Linked DNA regions of Mus musculus: region 1 is linked to region 2. A link is a contact called in public HiChIP or PLAC-seq data. All regions are on one chromosome and are shown on one strand. Each heading gives the region's core, a stretch centred on a gene start, on an enhancer-like site or on the middle of the called end of the contact. The rest is flanking DNA. Distances are from core to core; before and after follow the strand shown.

Evidence for each region. HiChIP or PLAC-seq counts read pairs in DNA pulled down with a chosen protein or histone mark.
Region 1: a contact with region 2 is called in an HNF4G HiChIP or PLAC-seq map of pancreatic cancer cells. The contact joins the promoter of Sectm1a here to the promoter of Cd7 in region 2. A contact is called at or near these places in 4 of 39 promoter capture datasets (the 3T3-L1 cell line, the HPC-7 cell line, macrophages and 1 more), 1 of 484 Hi-C or Micro-C datasets (nephron progenitors), 6 of 115 datasets of contacts at active chromatin or transcription factors (CD8 T cells, the SCID.adh cell line, effector CD8 T cells and 3 more) and 2 of 9 other capture datasets (adipose tissue and liver).

What each region holds. Positions count from the first base shown.
Region 1 is chr11:121,078,881-121,084,772 of GRCm38.p6, reverse strand. It overlaps Sectm1a (secreted and transmembrane 1A), which reads left to right and starts at 3,634. Exons shown (of 6, transcript NM_145373.2): 1 at 3,634-3,690.
Region 2 is chr11:121,036,621-121,042,586 of GRCm38.p6, reverse strand. Cd7 (CD7 antigen) reads left to right here and starts at 3,109. Exons shown (of 4, transcript NM_009854.2): 1 at 3,109-3,294; 2 at 4,237-4,551; 3 at 4,771-4,907; 4 at 5,437-5,840. The coding sequence starts at 3,222. The coding sequence ends at 5,544. Gm11775 (a long non-coding RNA gene) reads right to left here and starts at 4,904. Exons shown (of 2, transcript XR_880372.3): 1 at 4,725-4,904.

The DNA of each region.
Region 1 (5,892 bases), core at 2,385-4,884, 42 kb before region 2:
GCGTGCGTGCGTGTGGGGTGGGGTGGGGGGGGTGGGGTGGAGGGGATGTTCGGAGGAGAGAATGTGCACACACAAGTGTGCTTGTGAAGGCCAAAGGTCAACACTGGGCATTTTCAATCATCCAGTCATTTCTTCAATGTAAGTATGTGTGTCTCCGTGTGTGGTACATGCGTGTGTGTTGGCCGTCCAGCTCTGTTGCTCCCTTAGTCTCTTGAGATGGGATCTCTCTCAGAGCGTGAAGTTTGCTGGCTCTTTGGCTAGGCTGCCTGGCTAGCCAGCATGCTCCCCGATTGCCCTGTATCTCTTCCTCATCCCACCGGGATCACAGAGGCACACAGCCAATTCGAGCTTCTCACCGGGTGCTAGGGACTCAATGTAGGTCCTTTTGCTCATGCAGCAAGTGTTCTTACCCACAGAGCTATCACGTTAGCCCCTCCGCCTTAGTTTTTTTGAAACTGAATCCCTCACTGAACCTGGGGCTTATGGGCTAAACTGTCTGGCCAGCAAGCTCCACAGGTCCTCTTGTCTCTCTCTACCCAAGGCTGGTGTTACAAGTCTGTGCTGTTGTGCTTGCTTTTACTGTGAGTGCTGACGATTCTCTTACACAGAAGTGCTCACGGACTGAGCCTCTGCCATGGCCCCAAATCCTTTCTTTAAATAAATTCTAACTTTGTGTAGTATTGACTAGTCCTGAAAGTCTATTCTGTGGTATAATAATCCCAACATTCCTAGAATCTGGGAGGCAGAGGCAGGCAGATTTCTGTGAGTTCAATGCCAACCTGGTCTACATGCTGAATCCTAGGCTAGCCAGGGCTACATAGTGAGACCTGGTCTCTAAATAAATAAATAAATAAATAAATAAATCTAGCATTTCTGGGCATAGGGCTACACATCTACAATCCCAGCATTGTGGAGATGGGGGCAGGGGACTTCTCATTCACTCATTGAGTCCCAGCCTAGCCTGGGCTACATGAGACCCTCTCTCAACACACACACACACACACACACACACACACACACACACACACACACACCAAAAGAATCCTAGTGCAGGAGGAACAGACTACAACACACTTCTCTCCATCAGAAAGGGTTCTCTTCAGTCCAAATCAGCTACTAAATAATCCATGCCATTGGCCAGCTGCGCATGGGAACACCTATAGAGCTTTGCTTCCCAAACATAGAACACACCATGGGTCAAGAACATAGGACACGTCCGGTAACGATCCTCTATGTGAGCAAGAAGTCACAAAAACCACCAGCAAGCTTCAGAAAGAACTTACAGAGCAAGCCAAGCCACACATTAGCATAAAGCCTCAGGAGACAGCAGAGATACACACTTGGCACTTCTCAAATGCTACTGAATAAATTGTAAAAGGTTCTCAAAAAACATAATGCCCTGAAAACCTGGGGGTGAGATACAAGATGGCAGAGTACCCTGGCAGAGAAGATGTTGGTCAGGAGACTTGCCAAGGCTGAATGGACACTCGTGGCCCTTCTCCACCCATGTGATGGAACAGGGCTGTGAATATTGAAAGAGACCCGGGATGCTGGACTAGAGAGCATGCTTACCACTGAAAGAGAAATGGAGAAAGAGAATTAAAAAGGAAGCTGGCCTGACTGCCACTGTACAGCTGGGATTATTCTAGCCTGCTTGCTCTTCTCTTTTTCCTTATTACTTTCAAAATACACAAACTGGTTTCACTTTCACCGTGTGTGGGCGGTTTCAGAGGAAACAAACTTTACTTAACTGTGAAGGGCATCTCTGTGATGAGATACTGGTACCTCAGCCATCACTTAACCCCTCACCACCGGAAGCTTTGCCCCATAGGCCAGAGGCCCCTTCAGACATACAAAGACCTTGATGGCCCTGCCTGCGAGATGCAACCAGAGCAGGGAAAAGGGCAACAGAAACTTGGGCTGCAGTCTGGGGACAGGGACAAGGATCTAGAAGACATGAGGTCATGGTCATTGGGATTTCTCTCCCATGTGAAATGAGATGGCAGGGGGGTGTCTCTGCAGAACCCTGGAGAGTTCTGCCCAGCCTCAGGATCCTATGCAACGGCTGGATTCCACACTCATACGGTCTTGTCTTTCCTGAGGGAGGCTGTGAGCTTTTTGTTTTTATCTGAGAACTTGAAGGAACTTACTGCTTTGAAAGAGCACAAAGGACATTGTTCTCTGTGGTCAGCTCTGTACTCTGGGCTGCAGGCCATTCTCCTAGGCTCAGTGTGTCCCTAGCCCTTCTCATTTCCTGAATACCTGTGACGTTCTAGATGTTCCGCCTGTGGGACATCAGGTCCCTCCTGCTCATCCCCATAGCGGCAGGCTCCCAGAGTTGCAGTCAGCTTCTTTTTCTTCCTTTTTCTTTCTGTAATTGGGCAGAGGGTGGGGCAGAGAGGAACCACATCCAACTGTCCATCAGTAACTTTCTTTGAGGCTTGGTTGCATTGTGCCTGGAGACTGTAGGGACTTCTTTTAGTGTCCAGAGATTGCTATTCATCCCTGTGCCAGCATGCCAAGTTAAGGCTCGATGTGCAAAAGTATGCCTACTGCCCAGCCCCTCCAGGGATCTTCACCCATAGAGCAGTCATCTTAGTGTTCTCCCACTGGATCTACACAAGGCCATAGACACCTTACAGAGTCACCGTGGGGCCTAAAGTCTTGCCCTAGTGTCCACTGTATTCATGTGGGCATAGGCTTTATAAATGTCTCATCACAGCTCACAAAGTCACTCGGGATGTAAACCAACCCTCTTCAGGGTCTCACAATCTATCTCCTGCCCCACAAGCAGATCATCCCAGGGTCCCTCATTGCATCTACAGCCATAGACTCCTCCTTCCACTGTCCACGAGAAAATTAACAGTGCGGGCACTGAGCTGACCCCACAGCCCTGCTAAGCCATGAGGGATACTGGAGCTGAGCATGGGGCTGGCTTAAGATTGGGTCTACAGCAGCCCGTCCTTTCTATAGCAGTGGTGGACAGCAGTCTCTGCTTCTCACAGTGAAGCTTCTCAAACGTAATCCTTGTTGCGAAAACTCTTTGCAAGGAGCAGTTGTCAAATGCCTGCAGTCTCCTTGAATCTGACATATTTCAGGTGGGGCCAGGGTGTCCTCCAGGGTTTGTCTACAAGGCATAGGACCCTAGTGTAGATTGGCAAGATCTCTGTTCTGGCATTTTACAGTAGGGCTGACAAAGGATGTCACTCCTGCCCATTCCATCTTACCCCTGTCAAACACCCCAAGGATAACCAGATGAACCAAGCTGTCTTCCATAGCTCAACCCTAAGGCACATTCTGACCTGACCCCTGCAGGAAAACAAACCCACACAGCTCCCAAAAGAGCAGCCCCTAAACCCTGAATCAAACATCAGCTCCAGCCAGGGATTTCCTAGAAAAAGCCTGGACCCTCCTCCAGGGTTCCTGAGACGCAACTAATGAAGCTAATACGAGACTTCTACAAAACATATGCATGAGAGAATCACTAAGAAACTCATGGTGCTGTTACATTAACTCAGAGAAGTTCCTGGAAGTTGAATGCCTTCCTACAGAGTGTCTGGCAAGGAACAGGACAGGCTGCCTCATCTAGCCCCTCCCTCCAGGCTTTCAGTTTCCCGTTGGCTTGGACAAGTTCAGTCATCCAGGGCAGCAGTGGAGGTAACATTGGAGAGCTTGCTGGAGAAGGGACAGGTGAGAGGCTGGGGTGTGCGGAAGAGAGGACTTGAGGGCACCCAGGTTCTCTGTGGGCTGAGGGTTTTGTGGAGTGGGGGCTGCCTCACATAAGGGATGAGCAAAGAAGAGCCAGGCCATCAGCCTGGGATTCAGGAAACACAGGAGGCAGGGCTGTGGACAGCATTCAGCAGGGCCTGTGTGTTTCGGGTGCCTCAGGCGTAGCTCTGGAGGGGTAGAGGCAAGCATAGCTCTAGTTCTTCACATTCACAGAGTGGGACAGGTAGCACAGAGTCCTCCTCTCTGCCCTCAAAACATGAATGTGGAGGACTTGAAGGAAGGGAGGACCAAGAGTGCTCCAGGCCTGTGAATGACAAAAATGTACTTGTCCGGTAGCACGGGTTCCTGCAGCATCTCATCACCCAAAGCTGTGTGCACACTTTTATGTAGGATCCTGAACCTTTGCCCTCTCTCACATCCACATCCTGAACATTCACACATGCCCACATGTACCCACAGCGCGCACACACACACACACAAGTACACGTATACATGCACATGGACACACATACACATGCATACACACAAGCACATTTACACATGCACACATATACACACATATACATATGCACACACATACACACATATACATGTACACACACATACACACTTACACATACACGCATACACATGCATACACATGCATATACACACACACATTCATACACACACATGCTTCCAGCCAGACGCCAGACGCCAGGGTGTTCAGTGACTCCTTCCCATTCTCCCTCCTATTTTTTCTTTGAAGATCTCTCTCTCTCTCTCTCTCTCTCTCTCTCAAAAGAGCTCCCGCTTTCAAGTTGATATCTGCAGTTTGAAAAACAAGTTATCTGTCTTGGGTATAAGAGTTGTAGCTATGATGTCTCTGGAAAGTACGGCCCTGAAAGGTCTCAAGTTTTGCAAGGAGGAGAATATCTGTTACCAACAAAGGTGGAGGCTTTCTGTGTCAGCTATGCTTCCTAGTAACATGCTAGGACATAAATGTCATGGGGGCTAGGCACGGAGGGGACACACACAACAGGCCACTACCATGAAGGATGTGCTGGCTGCCATCTGAGCCAGGGTCCACTGTGCATCTGACTGAGCTGGGTGCTGTGCTGGCTGCAGATGGCCAGATAGGACCTCCAGCTTCTGGCCTCACATCTTAGCTAGAGGCAGATGCTCCACTGGGTCTGTGACACTGCTAAGCTCTGAATTCTCCCAAGGGACTGGAACAGGATCTGTGGCCATGGGTGGGAGGGTCTCCAGTTGATGGCTGGCCCTTGGCATTATGTCCTTACATAATGTCCTCCAGGCAGGAGAAACCTTGGTCTACCCTCTGCCTGCTGTGCCTGGAACTAGGTCGGGGAGCTGGGGTACAGCCCTGTCTCTGAAAGGACATCTGCAGGCAGTGAAGAAAGAGCCTGTGGCCCAGAAGAGGGAAGTCTACTGATGGACAAGAACAAAGGTGGTGTCTCTGAGGCCAGGAATTCTTCGGTGGTCTCCAGAAGGGACCCAAAAAAGCTTAGATCACCACAGGACAGACATCTGTGACAAAACAGTAGCTTTGACCAGTCTTAGTGGGGGGTGGCTTTAGATGACTTGCCAAGGCTCCAGGGCAGATTATACAATGGTGCTGAGCCTGAGCAATGTATTTTATATAGCATGGTCCATTGAGACACCTACAGCCAAAGGACATCACTGATGTCCCTTCCCCACTGCCAACACTAGCAGTGTTGTCTACTGAAGAGATACGTGGGAAACAAGACCCAGAAGTGGCAGAGTCTCCCTCTGGACCAAGAGGTGAGGCAGATGGAGGTTAAGATGAGATCCAGCCCCGTGCATAGCCCAATTTGTGGTGGGACAGCACCCCAGAAAGGGACCTCTCTTCAGCGGCTGCAGTTCTGAGAGCAGAAGGGAATCCCAGGGACCCAGCAAAGCCATCACTTATGAGGTTGTGTCCTGGCAGAAACGTTAGAATTGGAGAAAGCGTTTCATAACATTATCTCAGGGAAAGTGTTATGTGGATCTTGTCAGAGATGGAAAGCCCCCTCAAGAGACCTGCCACACCTTTCTAGATGATTCCACCCATTCAGGTTCCCAGAATGCTGGAGAACTGGTTATATGAATCCTGGTGATGGACAGGGGTGGGAAGCACTAAAAAGCTGAGTTTGTAGGTGCGGA
Region 2 (5,966 bases), core at 1,860-4,359:
TCTCTACAGCTGTTTTCCCTGAGTTCATCTTTGGTTTTATTAGTCTCTGGGCCTGTCCCCAACTCGAAGCCACTACCAAAACACTGTCTGTCTGTCTGTCTGTCTGTCTCTCTCTCTCTCTGTATGTCAGCTTTTAACGAGAAAGTTTCTCTGTATAGCCCTGGCTGTCCTGGAACTCACTCTATAGACTAGGCTGACCTCAATTCAGAGATCCATCTTCTTCTGCCTCCCAAGTGCTGGGATTAAAGGTGTGCACCACAGCCTGGCAGTGGTGGCACACGCCTTTAATCCCAGCATTTGGGAGGCAGAGGCAGGCAGATTTCTGAGTTCGAGGCCAGGCTGGTCTACAAAGTGAGTTCCAGGACAGCCAGGGCTATACAGAGAAACCCTGTCCAAAAAAAAAAAAAAAAAAAGTGTGCACCACCGATGCCTGGCTAGAGTCTTTTCCATAGCATTTTTTTTTCTGCTTCTATAACTTTGGAGAGGAGCCTCCTGAATCTTACAACTTTCTGAGCTTCCTGCTTAGCTTCCAGAGACTTCTAAACCTCCCTCCACCACACTCAGGGAGGGAAAGTTTCATTCATTTAGGTTCTGAGAAATAGCCATGCAATGTTTTGCTCAAGGACACTGGACACGTCTATGATGGAACCTGTGTGTGGCCATGCATTCACACGCACAGCAAAATTCAGAGAAAAGGAGCCCACAGAGCAAAGCCGCACATTAGAGTGAAGCCACAGTAAATAAGAGACAGACTTACCCAGCACTGCTGGAAAGTCAGCTGCTGCTAAAAAGAAAAAAAAAAAAAAGTGCAACCCCTGAAAGCCCCAGGCTTTACTCCTCACATCACTTGACCTTCAGGGTCCACTGCCTCTGCCATTTATAGGCGGTGGTACACATCTTTAAATCCCAGCACTTGGAAGGCAGAGGCAGGGGGGTGTCTCTGATCTACATAGGGAGTTTTATTCCAGCCAGGATGATCCAGTGAGACTGTGGGGAGAGAAAGGGAGAAAGGGGGAAGGGGTAGAGGAGGAGGAGGGAGGAGAGGGAGAGAGAGCACACAACTGGGCATCGTGCCTTCAGCTGAATCACTCATCTCAGAGCCTCTCCACACCCTAATCCTCTGCAGTGTCTGCAAGGGCCACACCACGCCAGCTTTTCTTCAGGAGACTTCATGACTCAGTAATAAACTCTGGTGACCCAGCTGTCGTTGGGCTCTCACCACAAGGGGGCAGAGTTGACCTGCCTTACAGGGAGCCCTAAGGAACAAAGAATTTCTGGAGCTTGCTCTCCCCAGGGACCTCTCTACAGATCCTCACCCTCCCTCATCTCCATCTCCACCCTCTGTTTCTCTTGGACCCATATCGTGTCTTATTGTAATCCAAACTTGGGTGAGTTTGCCTCCTACATACTCCATAACCCAGTCTTCAGATAAGCATCTGTGATTCTGATCATTAAACGAGAACAGTAAACCAAGGAAACAGTCAACTTCTGGAAGATATGATTGTTAGAAACAAACCCACAGAATATCATTTGAGCCTGGCTGATGGTGCATGCTTTTAGTCCCAGCATTTGGGAGGCAGAGGCAGGTGAGTCTCAGAGTTTGATGCCAACCTGGTCTACAGAGTGAGTTCCAGGATAGCCTGGGCTACACAGAGAAACCTTATCTCACAAAACAGCAACAACAACAAAAACCACTCGAGCTGAGACCTGAAAATGAAGCCCCGAGCTAAAGACGCTGCCTGGTGAGCTGGAGAGATGGCCCAGTGGAGAAGACCCTGCCTGATGACAGTGGCCTCCAGAGTCACAACCACAGTGCATCTGATGCTACCGCCCAGCACCCAGATGCACAGAGTCTGTGCCTCTTCAATCAAAATAAATGCACTGGGGTTTGGGTCATCACCTCCTCCTGGAGCCCTGGAGCCCTTAGGCACAGCCCATAGGGCCCTGTGTGTCTATGATCTCTGAAACTTGAGGCATGGTGCCCCAAACAGTCAAAAGTGTCGATGCACGAAGACCACATCAAGGTCAGCCCTGCAGAGGTGGCAGCACTCCAGTCCATGTGCCCCTGGTGTGGCCACGGGCATCCTAGGAAGGAGACTAGGTCTAGGTCTTTGACTGTTCTTACTTCCCTGTAAAGTCTGTCTTTCCATGAACTTCTCCCCTGGGGGCTAGGTGCTGATTTCTTTACTGCCCACCTGACCCAGCTCCCCTCGTATTTCTCTCCAATATTCTCAGGCTGCACAGTTCCATACCTGCTGTCCCTGTGTTACCACAGGTGACCTGTCCCTCCCCAACCCTTTGTTCCTAAAATCTTCCAACTTTGACCTTCCTTTACCTGAGTCCCTCTCCCATGTGCCCTCAAGTACCCCGCATGGCACCCCTGTCTACACCATAGCATTCCAAACCCACCTACAGGGGGAGCATCTTCCCCCTTAGAGTAGGACCCCGGAGGAACTGCTTTGAGTCCCTATGTGACACTGTACACACACACACACACAAACTCACCCCTCAGTGTGACACACTGGCTCTGGTACCAGCAATAAAACTCATGGTTGACAAGAGTCCTAGCTCTCCCCCAACCTGGGAACCAGACACAGGGCCCTCGGTTTTGTCCCAGAAGGCAGATTGCTATTGAAGGGGCTCCTAGCCGCCCTTTGGCCTAGCAGATCTGGCTCAATCATGCTTCTAAGGAAGGATCACCCAGGCCGCCAAGGCAACCACAGCCAAGGCTACTGGGTATGCTGTGTCAGGCTGAAACCCCAGTGTGTCCAGACAACAGGTGAGACCACAGACCTGAACACATCCCAGCAGAAAATGACACAAAAGACCAGAGGAAACTTCAACTCCCTCCCGGCCTCTAAACCTTTAAGTCCCTCTAATTTTTCTTCCAGGTTACAGGACTAGTTCTTATTTCTTCTTCCTCTTGACGTCTCCTGTGGAGACTCTTGGTTAAAGATGATAAAGATGTGGGCCAGCCAACCAGCCAGGGAGGACAGTTGGGGTCAGGTGGCTTCCTCCACCTGGCTTGTTGTGTTCCCTGCCCACCAAGCTCCACCTTCATCTTCAGGAAGCCCTCCCTCGGAGCTTCACCACCAATCGCATTGAACTGCCACACCCCTGTTTCTTCCTCTCAGGGTTTTTGGTGTGAACTTTCACAGTGCTCAGTAATGTGTTGTAGCCAGAGTGGCTGATTTGGCTCAGATCACCTGGATTTGGGCGTCATGACTCAGCAGGCAGTGCTGGCTTTGCTGCTTACACTGGCCGGAATCCTGCCTGGCCCCCTGGATGCCCAAGGTAAGCATCCCTGTAGCAGGGCTCCCAGAGAGCATCTCACACACCCACCTGGGGAAGGGTTGGCCCTGACTTGACTTCCCCAAGTCTTAGTCTTAGACCTGGAATAGTCCCAGCTCCGTGGAAAAGCAGAGACTTGAAAGCTTTAGTTTACAGGACTAACATCTACCCTTGGTGCTTGTGAGAACTGTGTTCTTCAGTTCCCTTTCAGAGCAGCTGTCTGTGGGAAGTCTTGTGGTAAGGTGTAAAAGATCTACAATAAGATTATGGGAGGCTCAGGCTCCCAGGCACAATTCTTGTGCAAAACCAGCATAGTGTTCATTCTGTGAGATGCTGAGGTTTGTACTCAGTCTTGCCTACAGGAAAGTGGGTGGTGTGGGTGCCAGGCACGGCAAACGGGGCTGGAATCTGAAAGAGTGAGTATCCCATGAACAAGTCAACATGTGCCCCTTGCGCAGAGCCACAGGCTCTGGATGCCTAGAAATGATGGGGGGAAGGAGGGTGATGAAGAAACCAGCATCGGAAAGAGTAGGCAAAGAGGAGATAGGACTATGGCTGTCTGGGAGTGACTGACTCACTTAAAAGAGAAAGAAAGAGTACAGCCAGGGTGGGGAGTAGTCAAAAGGGAAGTCCTTGTGTTGAGATGCAACAAAGTTGCCAAGTTCCTATAGCATTTCTGCAGAGAGGGGTGTGATGGAGGAGGCATCTCACAGGAATACAAAATGGGAGAAAGAAACCTGGAGGTGTAGAGAGTGCAGCCCCTGTGCACAGCAAAATGAGACAGCATGTGTGAGCATGCGGGTGCGGGTGCTGTGAGAGATGCTCAAGAGTGTGCAAGGACATACATGAATGTAGGATCTGTGGAGCCTCTGAGATACGTGTTAGCGTGTTTGAGTCACCGTGTGCTGTGCGCCAGCTTGGTGCTAACTGGCTGGTTCTTCACAGACGTACACCAGTCCCCCCGACTCACGATTGCCTCTGAGGGGGATTCTGTCAACATCACCTGCTCTACAAGAGGGCACCTGGAAGGGATCTTAATGAAGAAGATCTGGCCTCAGGCTTACAATGTGATTTACTTTGAAGACCGGCAGGAGCCCACAGTAGACAGGACCTTCTCAGGCCGAATTAATTTCTCTGGTTCCCAGAAGAACCTGACCATCACCATAAGCTCCCTCCAGCTGGCAGACACTGGAGACTACACCTGCGAGGCTGTCAGGAAAGTCAGTGCCCGTGGCTTGTTCACCACGGTTGTGGTGAAAGGTAAGGATGTGCCCATCTGACTGTTGGCCAGGCCAGGAGCCCACTGGCTGCTAGAGACCTTCTTTGCACTTGTTGGAGCTGTCTGCTCAGAGCCCATTTCTTCCTGGAAACCTCCTAATGGTGCCCACACCTGGCTTGAACCTCAAGGCCTCCAATGAGGATCCCCACCTCACCTGCTTGTGTCCTCTCCTACCAATGGCTTTGTGTTCATTTTCCCAGAAAAATCATCCCAAGAAGCATACAGATCCCAGGAACCTCTGCAGACATCATTTTCCTTCCCAGCTGCCATTGCTGTAGGCTTCTTCTTCACCGGGCTGCTCCTTGGGGTGGTGTGCAGCATGCTGAGGAAGATACAGGTCAGTGTGAGCCTACGGCTATTATCACAGGCTTAAGGCAGAGATCAGTCAGGATGCACATGATAAGATGCAGAGAACCCTTGGGTGAGGCATCTCTCAGGGACACAGAATGGGAGAGTGAAGCCGAGAGGGAGAAAGTGGGGCTTCTAACCAGGCCCCAAAATGAGTGTGTGAACATGTGTATGTGCCTGTGTGTGCATGCGTGTGTGTGTGTGTGTGTGTGTGCACTATGTGCGTGGACCTGTGTGAATGTAGGAATTCGGAACTTCTGGGATAGGAGTTAATGTCTTTGAGTCACCATGTGCTGTGTGAGAAAGGTCCTGACAATGGTCAGCTCTTCTAACCACTCGACTGTTTGCCCTGGGCCCTCCCTGCCGTTGATTCTGCCAGAGGTGGATGAAAACTGATCATTCCCCCGGGTCTGGGAAAGCTGTGTGTTGTTGAATAAAGGGGTTACTTGGAGACAGGGGTACTTTGCCCAGGTCACCATGTTGGCCAGTGCCTGGGTGACAACAGGCTATCTTTTCAGATCAAGAAACTGTGTGCCTCAGGGATTAAGGAATCTCCGTGCGTAGTGTATGAAGACATGTCCTACAGCAACCGCAAGACGCCATGCATCCCCAACCAGTACCAGTGAACCCCTCTGCCTGCAGTCCCCCGTGCCTTGTTTCAGCAGAGCTTACAGCAGTCCTGCTGGCCCCCACACCCCGCCCAACTCCCCAGCACTCTTCCTGTGGTACTCAAATTCCCCCTTGGTGCTTCTGGGTGGGTGGGATTCCTCCTCTGTAAGCTCCCCCACAGGGCTCTGCAATCTGTCACCAACCCTAGCCAGGTACCCTGACATCAGAAACAAAGCTTGGGGGTGGGGAGGTACCTGCCTTGGAGCCGCCTGGCCAGGAAAAATTAAATAAACACACAAATACATTAACAAAAGCACTTGTTTTTGTTGCTTTGTGTTCCTCCTCCGACTGACCAGGGCTTCTTTCTAGCCAGCTCCTACCTGAAGAGGGCAGGGATTCAGCCCTCCAGGGTTCTGTGCCCAGTGTCTGTGAGAGCAAG